5 separate regions of the Mus musculus genome follow, and all the other regions are linked to region 1. A link is a contact called in public promoter capture Hi-C data. All regions are on one chromosome and are shown on one strand. Each heading gives the region's core, a stretch centred on a gene start, on an enhancer-like site or on the middle of the called end of the contact. The rest is flanking DNA. Distances are from core to core; before and after follow the strand shown. Region 1 holds the start of Psmc4 (proteasome (prosome, macropain) 26S subunit, ATPase, 4). Region 2 holds the start of Fbxo27 (F-box protein 27). Region 3 holds the start of Pak4 (p21 (RAC1) activated kinase 4). Region 4 holds the start of Coq8b (coenzyme Q8B). Region 5 holds the start of Sars2 (seryl-aminoacyl-tRNA synthetase 2).

Region 1 (2,700 bases), core at 148-2,647:
AGACATTCAGAAAATAAAGTATGTATCCACTTCTGGATCGGTCAGTACTCTGGCCATTCTATCACCCTGCCTTGCTCCCAGCCTGCCTCACCACTCACCTGTGGTGGAGCCCACGATGGCTGTGTTCTGATCCACAGCTTCCAAGAACTGACCGATGACCAAGGGGATGCTCTGGATCCGCTTCACCTCCTCCTGGGCGTGGAGGAATTCCTTCTTCAGGTTCTTCTGCTCGTCCTTGATATACTCCTCCTGCACTTCCAGGAACTCCAGCTCCTGCTGCAGCTTCTGCACGCACAGGGAGGGCAAAGGGTTGGCTGCAGCCTTGCCGTACCACAGTGGGAGGTGGGGGGGGGGGCGTATGTGATGGGGGATGGGAGGTATGCAGGAGCCAGCTTAGGGTTGAACACACCTTGTAGCGGCTGTACAGGTCCTCCAGGTCTTCAGGTTCGGGTCCCAGAAAGGACAGGCCGGTCTGCGGCCGAGACACGGACAGTGCTGGAATCTCATCCTGTAGACGGTAAAGACAACTTGGTGTTGGAAGCAGAGAATCATCTCGTGAAATCAGCGAAAGCGTTCTTCCTATTTCGCCACCAAGTCACCTATGTCTCCAGTACCTGACATCATTCACTATCTCTCAATAGATACAGGAGCTGCTCAGTCCCCTATGTAGATTGCTAATAGTAGGCCCCTTAAACAAAACTCATCATGAAAGTTTTGCAGCAGCTCCATACCGAACCTTAGCATCCCAGTCCCCTCAAGAGGTTCTAAAAGTCCCATGGATTTTAAAGTCAGAGTCACATTCAGAGTCTCATTACCCAGTTCTTCCCCTCCCCCCCCCAAAAGCTTTCATGTCAGATTCCCAACTCACGTTAAAGCCAAAGGTCACTCAGCCAAACCACAACCAATACTTAACGCCTCACCGTTCACGTCCCAAGCACAGTGAGTCCACTGGTCCCTTGGCCACGAACATACCTAGGCCACGGGGCCCCCATACATCATCCTCCACCTGGTCCAGACCCCAAACCGAAAAGCTAGTAAGCACAGCTCTCCAGGCCTCGCAACCGTTCTGTCTGAAAAGTCTTTAAGTTCAACGCCACTTTCCTCCCGCTCTGCTTTTCTGAGCTTTGCCGCCCTCCTGACAACATGACTACCCCGCCAGGCCCCGGGACCACCCAAAGCTCGACACCGAGGCCTCTGAAACCACCCAGCCCAGAGCTGGGATCCTGAGAACCCCTCAGCACCCCACTCATGTCCAGCTCCCGCTAAGAAACCCAGATCCCCACTGCACCTGAATCTTTTCCACCAAAATGCCTATCTCCTCCATAGTGACCAAGCCGGCCTCAGTGCAGCCCGGCCAGTCACGGCTTCCGCTGACGCCAACGGAAGTCCTTCACATAGAGCATCTTGGGAAACGTAGTTTTTAAGGTACCGCTGCGGGTTGACCTGACGGGCCGGATAACAGGAAGGGCGGGAAACTCTTAGCCCTGGGCTCCGCCCCCAAGATGGGTTCCTGCGCTCTGCGCTCCAGGCGCGCGCGCGCGGACCCGCAAGGATGTTGCGCGTGCGCAGTAACTCTTGTTCTGGCGCCATCCTGCTTCGCGGCCCGTCGCGCGTTGTGAAGGTTTCTCCAGTAGATGGCGCGGCCGAGTTGCTCTTGAAGAAAAGTCTCCAGAGGATTGATTGATTGATTTTAATATTATCCACTTTTTTACTTTCTTGTCTTTACAAAGCCAGCCCCGAACTGAGAATATGAAGATTAATCAAGTCCTGTCCTAACTTGTTAAAAACTCCAGAGCTTTGTTAGAAGGAATTCGCAGACATAACTAAGTATAAGAAACGAGAGGCACTAAAGAAGCCTTTAGTTCCACAGAAGAATCTCTTGACCTTCTCTGGCCGCCACCTGAAGAGAGAAGCAGAGGTCACAGAACGGCGAGGAGCCAATCAGATCGTACCAAAGCTGGAGAAACCGAGGCAGCTGCGAATGCAGATCTTTGCGGAGTCCTGTCGAATCTTTTCTTCTCTGTCCTCTTCACATTATTTTTAGGGGCTGTCAAGATGGCCCAGTGCTGAAGAACACTTGTGGCTCTTCTACAGGACCCGAGTTCGGTTCCCAGCACCCAGGTGGGGCAGCTCACTAGCATCTGTAGGCAACTCCTTCGGTTTCTGCAGGCACCTGCACTCAAGCACACGTCCCCGCTAGCAGAAACACACTTACACATAATTAAACGTTTTGAAAGGATTTTATATTTAGTTACGTGTACATGTGTATATCGGAGTGCGAATTTGTGCACCTGGATTCAGTACATGCAGAAGCCAGAAAAGGGCATAGGAATCTGTGGCACTGGAGTTACAGACTGTGTGCGCCATCTTTTCAGCCTCCTGTTGAGTTTTGATTGTTGTTATGGCTCAGGAACTTTGATATGCTAAGCAAGCCCAGCTAAAATCCTTAGTATGTATTATATTCTCTTCTACAAAGAAGGAAGCTGGTGCCAAGCACTGAAGTCACTTGAGCAACTGGTAAAGCAGGGTTAGAACCTAGATCTGTATTCCTTGTACCAGGGATATACACTACCACACTTCATAACAGCTATAGTTTTTGTTAAGTAAACTTTTTATTGGGGCACAGATAGGTAGCAGGCACAAATCATTATTTTCTAGCTACATAATGCTGCACAAATTGAACGTCCTATCTGTTCTGTA
Region 2 (2,700 bases), core at 61-2,560, 640 kb after region 1:
CCTCTGACCTCCCCAGATACCAGGCACAAACATGGTGGAGACATAAATGCGGGCAAACCTCCATACACATAAAACTATTTTTTTTTTTTCGAGACAGGGTTTCTCTTTTAGCCCTGGCTGTCCTGGAATTCACTCTGGAGACCGGGTTGGCCTCAAACTCATAAATCCACCTGCCTCTGCCTCCCAAGTGCTGGGATTAAAGGCATGCGCCACCACTGCCCGACAGAGCTGGTCATAGTAATACATGTCTTTAGTCCCAGCACTCAGGAGGCAGAGGCAGGCAGGTCTCTCAGTTTGCGTACACAGTGAGTTCCAGGCTAGCCAGCCCTACAAAGTGAGACCCTGTCAAAAAAAAAAAAAAAAAAATCTGGAGCTAGACCCACTCACTAACACTACTAGTCACTTAGGAAGGTCACGGCCTCTAAGAGCCTCGGTTCCTTTTCTGTGTTAAGATGTTCGGGGAGCTGACGAGATGGCTCATTTCAAAGGTCCTGAGTTCAAATCCCAGCAACCACATGGTGGCTCACAACCATCCAGAATGAGATCCGATGCCCTCTTATGGTGTGTCTGAAGACAGCTACAGTATACTTATGTATAATAATAAATCTTTGGGTTGGAGCAAGCAGAGACTCAGCAGGTCGATCAGATCGAGCAGAACCTACCAGAGCAAGCAAGGCTGACCGGGGCAAGCAGAAGTTCTAAAAGTTCAGTTCCGGACAACCACATAAAGGCTCACAACCATCTGTACAGCTACAGTGTACTCACATACATAAGATAAATCTCTTTTTAAAATGTGCTAAGTTGCCGAAGTTCGAAACTGTAAGCTTCAGCTGATGCTTTCGATTAGCGGGGTCATTGTTGTCCTCTAGAGCCTGCTTTTTCTTGTAAATCGCGGATGACTGGATGATTGTCTGGGATTAAGGTCACGGACTGCACAAGGCGTTTAGGGGTGGAGCCTTCCACTTGGATGCCTACCCGAAATAATAGTTGTTACCAGATGCCAGGCGTCCACTGCGGATTTAGGGTCACTCCAAGTGTTGGATTGGTTGCTGAACCGCTAGGACTGTGCCAGAGCCCTGGCCTAATCTGTGTCCTCAGGTGGATTCCTAAACTGTCCACCAGTCCTAAGCCGGAAGGAGGTGGGGTCTGGATCCACAGGGCTGGACATTCGGCGAATCTCAGAGAGGTTTCGCCTGGGAAGGATAGTATTAGGCAAAGCTATAGCTATGCGGTCCTCCAGGCCGCGAAGGGGAGCTGGCAGGGGTGCCGGTGAGCACCAGCGGGCTGGGAGGAGGGTAGGCTTTGGGGACAGAGAGGCGGTAAGGGACGTGGGAGACAGTGGATGGCTTCGGGGATGTTAGTCTCGGGGTGGACGGCTGCAAAGCCTGGCAGCAGAGGCTGCTAATCACTAACATCTAACCCCTCTTCTCCTGCAGTCCCAGCCAAGCGGGGCGCGGGGACCATGGGTGCCTGGATATCCAGGACCCGGGTCCCGACGCCGGAGCCCGACCCCCAGGAGGTCCTGGACCTGAGCCGTCTGCCCCCGGAGCTGCTCCTGCTGGTACTGAGCCACGTGCCCCCGCGCACGCTGCTGATGCACTGCCGCCGAGTGTGCCGCGCCTGGCGCGCCCTGGTAGATGGCCAGGCCCTATGGTTGCTGCTGCTGGCCCGTGACCACAGCGCAGCGGGCCGCGCCCTGCTGACACTAGCCCGCCGCTGTCTGCCCCCTGCCCACGAAGACACGCCCTGCCCGCTGGGCCAATTCTGCGCACTGAGACCGCTAGGACGCAACCTCATCAGCAACCCCTGTGGCCAAGGTGAGGCGCTGAGAAGGCGGGGCCTAGAGGAAGCCTAGGGGCGGGACCAAGAGAGAACTGTAGCACAAAGGGCGGGGCCCCAAGAATGCTAATGGACAGAGCCAAGAAGGAATCCCCCGGAAGGTATTAAGGGCGGGGTCACGGGATATTTGTAGGCTGTGAGACCAGAAGGAAACCAGTGAGAGGATAGGGCGGAGTCACAAGGTATGAAATGGGCGGGGCCTAGAGTTAAACCAAGAGGCAGGTCTACAGATGTAGCAGAGGGAGGGGCTAGAAGTGGGGTCACACTTGACCCAGTTAGAGTAGCTGGAATCACCTGACCTACATAAGAGAGCGGTAGAGGGGACCAAACAGCATATCTTCTATCTGAGAGACAGGATGCACAGAGAGGCACCAAGAGCAATTAAAATCAACACATAAATATCTTTTGTTTCATTGGCTTTTACATTTTAACAATTTATTTTCGTCCCTGCGCCTGGAGTTTCAGGAGACTAAGCCTCATGGCTTGGGAGCTGGGAACTGACCCCAGGTCCTCTAGAAGAGCAGTTACAAATTTTTAAATTTTGTTAGTATATTTTGTTTTTGTTGTTGTTTTGCTTTTTGTTTTTGCGGGTTGGAAAGATAGCTCAGCGGCTAAGAGCTGCTCCTCCAAAGGACCTAAGCTCAGTTCCAAACACTCAAGTGGAGACTCACAACCATCTGTAACTCAAGTCTCAGGGAGACCACCCTTTCTTCTGGCCTCTGGAGAGAGGGCATATATACATAGTCTGCAGACATAAACTTTTAATTTTTTAAAATTATTTTGGTGTGTTGTTAAAAGGCTCAAGTCTCGCGTACAGGTGGTAGGTGCTCAGCGGCCAACTTTGTATCCACAGTTCTCTCC
Region 3 (2,700 bases), core at 187-2,686, 550 kb after region 1:
ATAGAGAGCGCCTAAGGTCACACCCACCCAATCAGAGGCTCACTGGACTCTGGGCCACCCACCAGCATGCCACTCCCATAGGCCCAGTGGAACCTCCCCTCCCAGGTCACACCCTTCCAAGGAGGCTAAACAGACACTCTGTTCCCACCCAGGGAGTGGCTTCCAGGAACAGACCTCCTGGGAAGTGGACCCTGTGGCAGGTAGCAGACCAAAGCTCCTTTCTCTTAACAAAGCTTTCTTGGCATTACTTTTTCTACCTGGAAAACAGGGGTGTTCTCTAACACCCAACTCACCCATCTCACAAGATAAGGGATGAAACAAGACCAGGCATACACGGTGCGCTCGCTCGCTCGCGCTCTCTCGCTCGCGCTCTCTCGCTCGCGCTCTCTCGTTAAACATTTACCAGCACCAAGATTTTGTGAAAGGCAGCAGGAGACAGAAGCACTCTGGGACAGAGCTCCGGAGCTGGAATCCCAGCTGCTCACCTTACTTCATTAGCTGACCTGGGGCAAATCACTTAGCTTCTTAATAACAGCTTTGGCTCCAGTGATGCTGTACTGCGCGCTAAATGAGTACATACACAGAGCTTTAACGCGGAGAGGGAAGCCCAGCCTATCATCAGTGTTTTATCAGTGTGTGGCCTTCATTATCAGTGGGAAGGGGCTCCCCTTCTCCTCCCACCACACACACCAGGACACACTTTCGAAGGCTCTGTTAGATGTCCCTGGTCCCCCTCCTCACCGCACGTGCCCCACTTGAGTTTTTAGTTTCTGGCCCTCCCAGAACATCTTCACCCGTCAGATTTTTATCTTCGTACCTTCTACCTAAGGGCTGTCTCAGACACCCCCCCAAAACCTAAAACTCAAGCACCTCCTCCTCCTCCTCCGGTTGAGGCTTTTAAATCTTTGACCGGGCAGCCGCCCACTTCTCTAGGTTGTGACCTCCAGCCCTGACAGACACACCCTCTTCTTAAGTTACTCTGAGCGCCCCCTTTTATGAGACCCGTTCCGAGCCCCTCCTATGCGCCCCCACTTAGTATTCCAAACTTTGCACAAATTTCAAACCCGGCCACGCCCCCTCCACCGGTCTAACCACTGGTCGCGACAGTCCCCTCCCCTTTCCCTCATTTTTGGGCCCGCGACCCTTTTCCACGCGACCCTCCCCTCCAAGAGTGAACTTTGACCCGACCGGCCCCGCCCCCTTCCGAATAACCGCTCTCCCACGGCGCGTGCCCAGACCCACCCGCCCCCAGCCACAAACCCCTTGCACGGTAACCCCCTAACCTACCGGCTTGGCGCCGCGGTCGCTCGCGGCCTAGCTGCCTGGCCCAGAACTCTGTGCCCGCGTACCGCCCTCAGCGGTCTCGCGCCGCCGCCGCCGCGGCTACTGCCGCCGCCATGTTGAATCCCCAATGAACATCCGGGGCCTCCCCTACTCCTCGCCGCCCACTAGTCCCCATGGCAACGGAGCTGACCGGGTGATGGGCGGGGCCTACTCGGAGGCGGGGCAGCGAGCCGGGCAGGGTTCCCTAAAACCACTGATTGGTGCGAGTGGCCCAATCGGAGACCGCTAGGTGGAGAATGAAGAGCAGAGATTGGGAAGTTTTGAAAAGGTGCGGGATCGTTGACTCCCCGCCCACTCCGCCTCTTAAAGGGGAAATAACGACTTTCGCGTGGCAGAGTCCCACGGGCTCCCAAAAAAGTAAAGTGGAATACGAGAACATAAAGGCCAGAAACAGTTCTTAAGCACTTATTATGCCTTTGTTAGCACGCGACTAGTTCTGCTGTAAACTGTTAACACAACCCTGTTGTTGTAACACCCATTTTACAGGTAAACAAGCTAATAGGATGCTAGTTGGTTTATGACTACTGAAAGCAAGTTTTGAATGAAGCTCTGTCCGAATCTGGAAATCTGACACTATTTGATCTTAATCTTTTAAATAAGTTTTTTTTTTTTTAAGTCAGTCAATCACGAGTGTGTGAGATGCATCAGTGGATAGAAGGCGCTTGTTGCCGAGCCTGAAGTTTGATCTCCTGGACCCACACGGTAGAACTGATTCCCAGGAGTTGATCTGTAGCCTCCACAAGAGAGCCATAGACATAAAATAGAGGGATAAGTGTAATTAAGTGTTTTTAAATTAATCAAAATGGAAAACACAGCGGAAACAAAGCCCATAAACTAATACACCCTTCCACCTATGGGTTCATTAGGTCTTACTGAAAAATTTAAAAATGCTTTCTCATCAAGGATTTTGAGGGTTTTATTTGTTTATTTGGGTATCAGACACTGAACTTAGGGCTTTTATACAGGACAGGCAAGCAGTAGTACTAGGGAAGTCCCCGGCCCTAGAGAATTCTAGGCAAATGCTTTCCCCAGCTGAGCCCCTTGGGAGACTGAGGCTACAGGTTTTCCCAAACAGGCTTTCTCTGGTTCTTTTCACGGGCTTTTTCTTCTGTCTGGAAGATTCTCTTCTTTAAGCATCCTCCTGACTCCCAGGGTTCCTTTGGGTTTTTCCTCAAACATTATGTTCTCTAAGGGGCAAAATGTCCTACCTTGTGCTATTAAATCCTTTGCCAGCTTCTGGCAAAGCTTCCTTTCCTTTGCCGCCTGTGGTTTTGTGTTTGGCTGGCTGGTTTTGGTTTCGTGAGACAGGGTCTCAGGACGTAGCCCAGGCTGACCTTGAACTATGCTTTTTGCTCG
Region 4 (2,700 bases), core at 189-2,688, 820 kb before region 1:
AGTTTGTGGTGCGAGGCCACTGTGAGCAGTGGCCCTGTGGGATTATCCACTGAGGTGATTTTTCAGCCTGTCCCTTATGGCAAGCAGCCTGCAGCTCCTGAGTCAGACCCTCACCTTTGGAAGAGGACTGGAGGTGCTTTCAATCTTGAAATTGAGTCACCCATTGGAGGGACATTGGGCACAGGCCCAAGGTTTCAGGATGAGTCATCTCTTCATAGGCTAATAAGAAGTCAGATACGGGAACCCACCTCAGACATCATACAAGTTAGAGAACATGAGGTCCAGAGAAGGAGGAGGGCTCTTCTGAGGTCACACAGTAAAGGGACAGACTTTCCCAACAAAGGGGGTGGGGCTAGACAGCGACAGTAGGGTGCCGTGAGGAACACATCTCTTCAATTGTGGGAAAGATGTCCCAGCCACCAGCTGTTTCTATTCCAGACAGCAAGAGGAGTGAGTCAATTTTCTCTCATGCCAAGGCTCCTGACTCAGCGCTGGGAATCTTGACTGAGTGTGTTCTGGGAAATGTCAGGCCTTAAGGAAGCAGGGTTCCCACTGAGGGCCATCTCCTAAGTAGGCAGAGTGGAGAGTAGACTGCAGGAGGGAACACCGGCACAGTATGCCGCCAAGGGGAGTCATGGTGAAGGCAGAGAAGAGTTCCTAAGCAAGGCAGTGGATTTATATGTGCCAGGAAGGAGGCTGGGTGCCAGGACGTGGGTGTTGGTACAAAGTGGAGAGGCTCCATGTGCAAGGGAAATGTTTGCTTGGAAGAATATGTGTTTAAAGATTTCTGGGGTTGGGGCTGGCGAGATGGCTCAGCGGGTAAGAGCACTGACTGCTCTTCCAGAGGTCCTGAGTTCAATTCCCAGCATCCACATGGTGGCTCGCAACCATCTGTAATGGGATCTGATGCCCTTTTCTGGGGTGTCTGAAGACAGCTACACTGTACTTACATATAATAAATAAATAAATCTTAAAAAAAAAAAGATTTCTAGGGTTGTGGCTCAGTGGTCAAGAATCGTCCCTGGAATGCACAAGGCCCTGGATTCGTGCATCCGTGGTGGCAGGGGTTGGGGGAGGATGTCCAAATACATAGGATAGATTTTGAGCTTGGCAGGCGGAAATGTAAGTGGATATAATGGTTCAGACCTGCAATTTCAGCAGGTGGGAAGTGGACGCAAGAAGAGAGAGACAGAGAGAGAGACAGAGAGACAGAGACAAAGAGGGACAGAGAGGGACAAAGGAGGGTAGAAGAATTCTGTCAAGAAGGACCATTGGTCAGTACAATGAGCTCACGTGCGCACCGACTAACACAGAAGACCCACAGAGCCTTAGCCTAGGTTCCACCCCTTGCCACGCCTCCTCAGCGGGGTGAGTTTTTGCAAACGTCGGCGAGCTGCTGTGCTACCATTGGCTAGCTGATCAAAGGGGGCGGGTGTGCGGACGTTCCCGGAAGCTTAAGAGGCCCAGCGGGTGCTAGACCTGGAGCCTAAACCTGGTGGACTGGGTGCTTAGCAACGGGGGAGGTGCCCCGTAACGGGGTCGTAACGGGGTGTCTAGGCAGGGGGCAGCACAGGAATTGTGAATGCTTAACAGCCCAGGGTAAGGCGATGCCTAGCAACGAAAGGGGCGCTGAGAAGTAGAGAGTTGTCCTGGCGGCTCTGTGGACGTCTAGCAACGGGAGAGAACCTTAGCAACAGCGAGGAGTTTTGTGGGGATTGGGGAGGCGCTTATGGAAAACTTGAGTTCTTAGCAACGTGGGCGGGCTGGGGGGGGGGGGGTAACTAGAAGAAACCTGGAAATAAAAGGGGAAAAGATATGGGGGTTAGGGGGGCTTTTCCAACAAGAGCGCAAAGCAGGAGGCCCAGTACTGTAATCCTTATTATTTCTTAGGCAATGTGGCTGGAGCTAGGTGCCATGCTGCGCAGGACCTGTGGACCGCTGGGCAGGGCTGTTCGTCTGCCCTGTGGGGGGGCCCTAGGACCTAGGCCCCACTGGTGGGTAAGAGGCTGAGGAGGGGGCCTCCAAGGAAAAGAGGTTGAGGGAAGGGGGGTGGGGAGTAGGTAAAATGATGTAGATGGGTCTAAAAAGGATTAGACCTTCATTCTTTTAAAATCCACTTCTCTGCAGGGGCCATGTAGGAGTTGCTTGGCCCAAAGTGTTCATCAAGACCAGCCTGGAAGAGGCCTCAGTGAAGATGACATTCGCAGGGCACGGGAGGCCCGGCTCAGGAAGGCACCCCGGCCCCAGGTATCATTGCTTCCTCTTCCCCCTCCCCCATGATAGTCTGAGGAAAGTGGCAGCAAGTCTGCAGGGCTTTTCTGCCATCTTGTCCACCTTCCCTACCTCACACCTCTCCTCTTTCTCAGCTGAGTGATCGCTCTCGTGAACGCAAGGTGCCTGCCTCCCGCATCAGTCGCTTGGCCAGCTTTGGGGGTAGGTGTGACCTCGATCAGAGAGAACATTTACAGGTGAAGCAAGGGAAAGGGTGAATCAAAGACAGGGTTAGGAGGGAGAGAGAGACAAGGAAAAACAGAACGTAGACCTTACTGTTTATTGAGAACCTGATGTGAGCAAGGTCTTGTAGGCTAGGCCTGTGTTTATTTCTTCTATTGATGGAGGAGTGGGGGCTGAGAGGTGAGGTGGCAGGACTTTAGGTTCCGCAGCAAGATTGTTCAGACATGTATGAAACAAAAAGTAATG
Region 5 (2,700 bases), core at 138-2,637, 690 kb after region 1:
TTCTAAGTTCGAGGCCAGCCTGGTCTACAGAGTGAGTTCCAGGACAGCCAGGGCTACACAGAGAAACCCTGTCTCGAAATACCATGTGAATGGAATACCCAATGCCTGCCTCCCTCAGAACACTGTGTACAAACCTGATGTCTGGGCAATGTCTAGGAACATAAAAGTTGTCCTCCAATGGGTGGCCCGTCTTAGAATTAGAAAAATAGCACGTGAATGAATAACTAAACTTCTTCTTCTTCTTTTTTTTTTTTTTTTTTTGGTTTTTTGAGACAGGGTTTCTCTGTGTAGCCCTGGCTGTCCTGGAACTCACTTTGTAGACCAGCCTGGCCTCGAACTCAGAAATCTGCCTGCCTCCCGAGTGCTGGGATTAAAGGTGTGCGCCACCACTAAACTTCTTAGCTTGGCCTTCTCACCTGTAGGGGGTGATCAATAAACACTGAAGGAATAAACACTACTGAGAGACACCTAAGCAGGGAGACATGCCAAGAAAGGAGCATTTGTTGGTATGATTGTTACACGGACATCGAGAGTGCACTTACACAAACTAAGACAGAATATCACCAGGCAATGCAATCTCAGGGATTCACCGCTATCGATGCAGGGGAGCCATGACTAAGACTGACTTAAACTCTAAGAACACAGGACCTTCCCACCTCCTGCCCCCTGAGCCGGGAGCGTGGTAGAAAACGCCTGTAACTCCAGAACTTGGGAGATTGAAGCGGTAGTCAGGAGGTCAAGGCCATCCTGTCTACAAAGTGATTTGGAAGTTGACCTGGACTACAGTGAAACCCTGTCTCCAAAATAGAAAAGGCACCGTGCTTAAAGATGATACCATCCGAAATCTGGCAAAAACACGCAAATGCCAGGGAGCTGTCCTCGTCCCTGTGGCCCATGCTCACTTACCACGACTGAGGGACGTGGTGAGGCCATAAAGAAGGCCGGGCCAGGACATCTCGCCGCCTGCAGCGTCCCTGTATTAGGAGAGAAGACATTCAGAAAGGAGGTTGGGACCAGAAACCCACTCTCAGAGCCTTCTAGAATCTCCTCTAAAACAGAAAGTCCCCTCGCAAATTCAGTCTCCTTCTGAGTAGGCCCCCAAGGACCCAACCGCCCTTGCCCGGATACTGGAAGGGGAAACTGAGGAGAGAGGAGAGATCTGGATCACAGATAACTGCACCCACCTCACCAACCTAGCGGGGTCGCACACACGCCAACCCCTACCTCCAGCCCCTTCCGGGGTTCCTCCTTAGTGATTGGCTAGATCTTTCCTGCGTCACTGAAGGGACGGGACAAGGATGACGATTGGACAATAACAGATTCTAGCTGAGTTCCATTTTCCTCATTGGAAGGGATTCTGAAGCCTGGGCGGGAAATCTCCTTGCGCGTCTGATTGGCTCGTCCATGATGAGTGACTTCTTGTTTCCACTCCAAGATGGCTGCGTCCATGGCGCGGCTTTGGTGGCCTTTCCTGGCTCGCCAGGGGCTCCGGTCCCGAGGACGCTGCGTGTGCAGCCAGAACCCAAGGAGGAGTTTCGCTACGGAGAAACGAGTCCGGAACCTCCTGTACGAACACGCACGAGAGGGCTACAGCGAGCTTCCCTACTTGGACATGGAGTCGGTGTGCGCATGCCCAGAAAAAGCCGCGCGCTCCCTGGAGCTCCGCAAGGGGGAGCTGCGGCCGGCCGACCTGCCTGCGATTGTGAGTGCGCTTGCGCCCTGAGGGAGCAGGATGCTTTACAGAACTGGGTTTACCAGATGCATTCCAGTTGTGGGAAAAACTACTCAACAGGAATTTGGGTTCCTTCCCAAGTTAGGCAATGTCTTGTGCATGACACCCACTTAGGTGCCAATGATCTAGGGAGAACTGAGGCCCTATTGAACGTCGTGGATGCCTTCTGTGACCTACATGCCCTTTTGCATGCATTTCATAATTCGACAGTTGGTATCTACTGTACTCCCAGAACCTAAATACCATTGTCTTCTGTACTCAAACTTCGTGCCGGGCTCACCCTTAGGCCACAAAGAAAAATGAGGAGGGAGGTGTGAATCAGAGGGAATTTTGGAGACAGAGCTTTGCATCCTGCTATAAACATCCTGATGGAGTTGAATGGATAAATACCTGCTAAACAGATATTTAAGGTATATCTGTTCATGTATTTATGATCCAGAGGTTAAGACTATGCGCCATAATTCTACCTTATAGGGAACTAAAATTGGGGGTCTCCATGCCGGTAGTGAATTCCGAATGTAATAGATGAATCTTCCCAACTCTGTTGCCTTGATAAAACACCATGAACAAAGCAACTTACAGAAGGATTTATTTTGGGCTTGGTAGGGAATGGCAGAATAGCAGCAGGTCACAGAGCAGTAAGCTGACAGCACACATCTTTAACCACAATCATGAAGCACAGACCTCAAACTAGATGCAGGACGAGGCTTTAAGCTCTCAAAGCCCACCTCCAGGAACATATTTCCTCCAGCAAGGCCACGCCTCCTAAGCCTCCCCAAACATCACCAGCCACTGATCATTTGACCATGTTCAAATGTCAGGATATGGGGGACATTTCTCATTCAGGTCACTACAGACTCTCACACCACCAGTCATTGTCAATCACTTTAGCCATATTTCAAGTTTTTGTCATGTTTAGTTTTTCACCAGTAAGCACTGGTGGCTAAGCCAAATAGGGCACTTCCTGC

Evidence for each region. Promoter capture Hi-C pulls out the DNA fragments that hold promoters and counts their contacts. Capture Hi-C pulls out chosen DNA fragments and counts their contacts.
Region 2: a promoter capture Hi-C map of adipose tissue shows a contact between it and region 1. The contact joins the promoter of Fbxo27 here to the promoter of Psmc4 in region 1. A contact is called at or near these places in 1 of 39 promoter capture datasets (hematopoietic stem and progenitor cells) and 1 of 9 other capture datasets (adipose tissue).
Region 3: a promoter capture Hi-C map of pre-B cells shows a contact between it and region 1, with 3 times the contacts expected there. The contact joins the promoter of Pak4 here to the promoter of Psmc4 in region 1. A contact is called at or near these places in 4 of 39 promoter capture datasets (erythroid cells, neutrophils, pre-B cells and 1 more), 3 of 484 Hi-C or Micro-C datasets (CD4 T cells and embryonic stem cells) and 1 of 115 datasets of contacts at active chromatin or transcription factors (pancreatic cancer cells).
Region 4: a promoter capture Hi-C map of pre-B cells shows a contact between it and region 1, with 4 times the contacts expected there. The contact joins the promoter of Coq8b here to the promoter of Psmc4 in region 1. A contact is called at or near these places in 2 of 39 promoter capture datasets (erythroid cells and pre-B cells).
Region 5: a contact with region 1 is called in a promoter capture Hi-C map of neural stem cells. The contact joins the promoter of Sars2 here to the promoter of Psmc4 in region 1. A contact is called at or near these places in 4 of 39 promoter capture datasets (erythroid cells, liver and neural stem cells).

Annotation. Positions count from the first base shown.
Region 1 is chr7:28,048,695-28,051,394 of GRCm38.p6, forward strand. It overlaps Psmc4 (proteasome (prosome, macropain) 26S subunit, ATPase, 4), which reads right to left and starts at 1,398. Exons shown (of 11, transcript NM_011874.2): 1 at 1,289-1,398; 2 at 410-508; 3 at 99-285. The coding sequence starts at 1,324.
Region 2 is chr7:28,691,834-28,694,533 of GRCm38.p6, forward strand. It overlaps Fbxo27 (F-box protein 27), which reads left to right and starts at 1,311. Exons shown (of 5, transcript NM_001163702.1): 1 at 1,311-1,817. The coding sequence starts at 1,463.
Region 3 is chr7:28,596,748-28,599,447 of GRCm38.p6, forward strand. It overlaps Pak4 (p21 (RAC1) activated kinase 4), which reads right to left and starts at 1,437. Exons shown (of 10, transcript NM_027470.3): 1 at 1,288-1,437.
Region 4 is chr7:27,231,575-27,234,274 of GRCm38.p6, forward strand. Coq8b (coenzyme Q8B) reads left to right here and starts at 1,439. Exons shown (of 15, transcript NM_133770.2): 1 at 1,439-1,599; 2 at 1,891-1,998; 3 at 2,128-2,247; 4 at 2,367-2,433. The coding sequence starts at 1,894.
Region 5 is chr7:28,740,581-28,743,280 of GRCm38.p6, forward strand. Sars2 (seryl-aminoacyl-tRNA synthetase 2) reads left to right here and starts at 1,388. Exons shown (of 16, transcript NM_023637.3): 1 at 1,388-1,702. The coding sequence starts at 1,436. Mrps12 (mitochondrial ribosomal protein S12) reads right to left here and starts at 1,241. Exons shown (of 3, transcript NM_011885.5): 1 at 1,185-1,241; 2 at 907-974. The coding sequence starts at 955.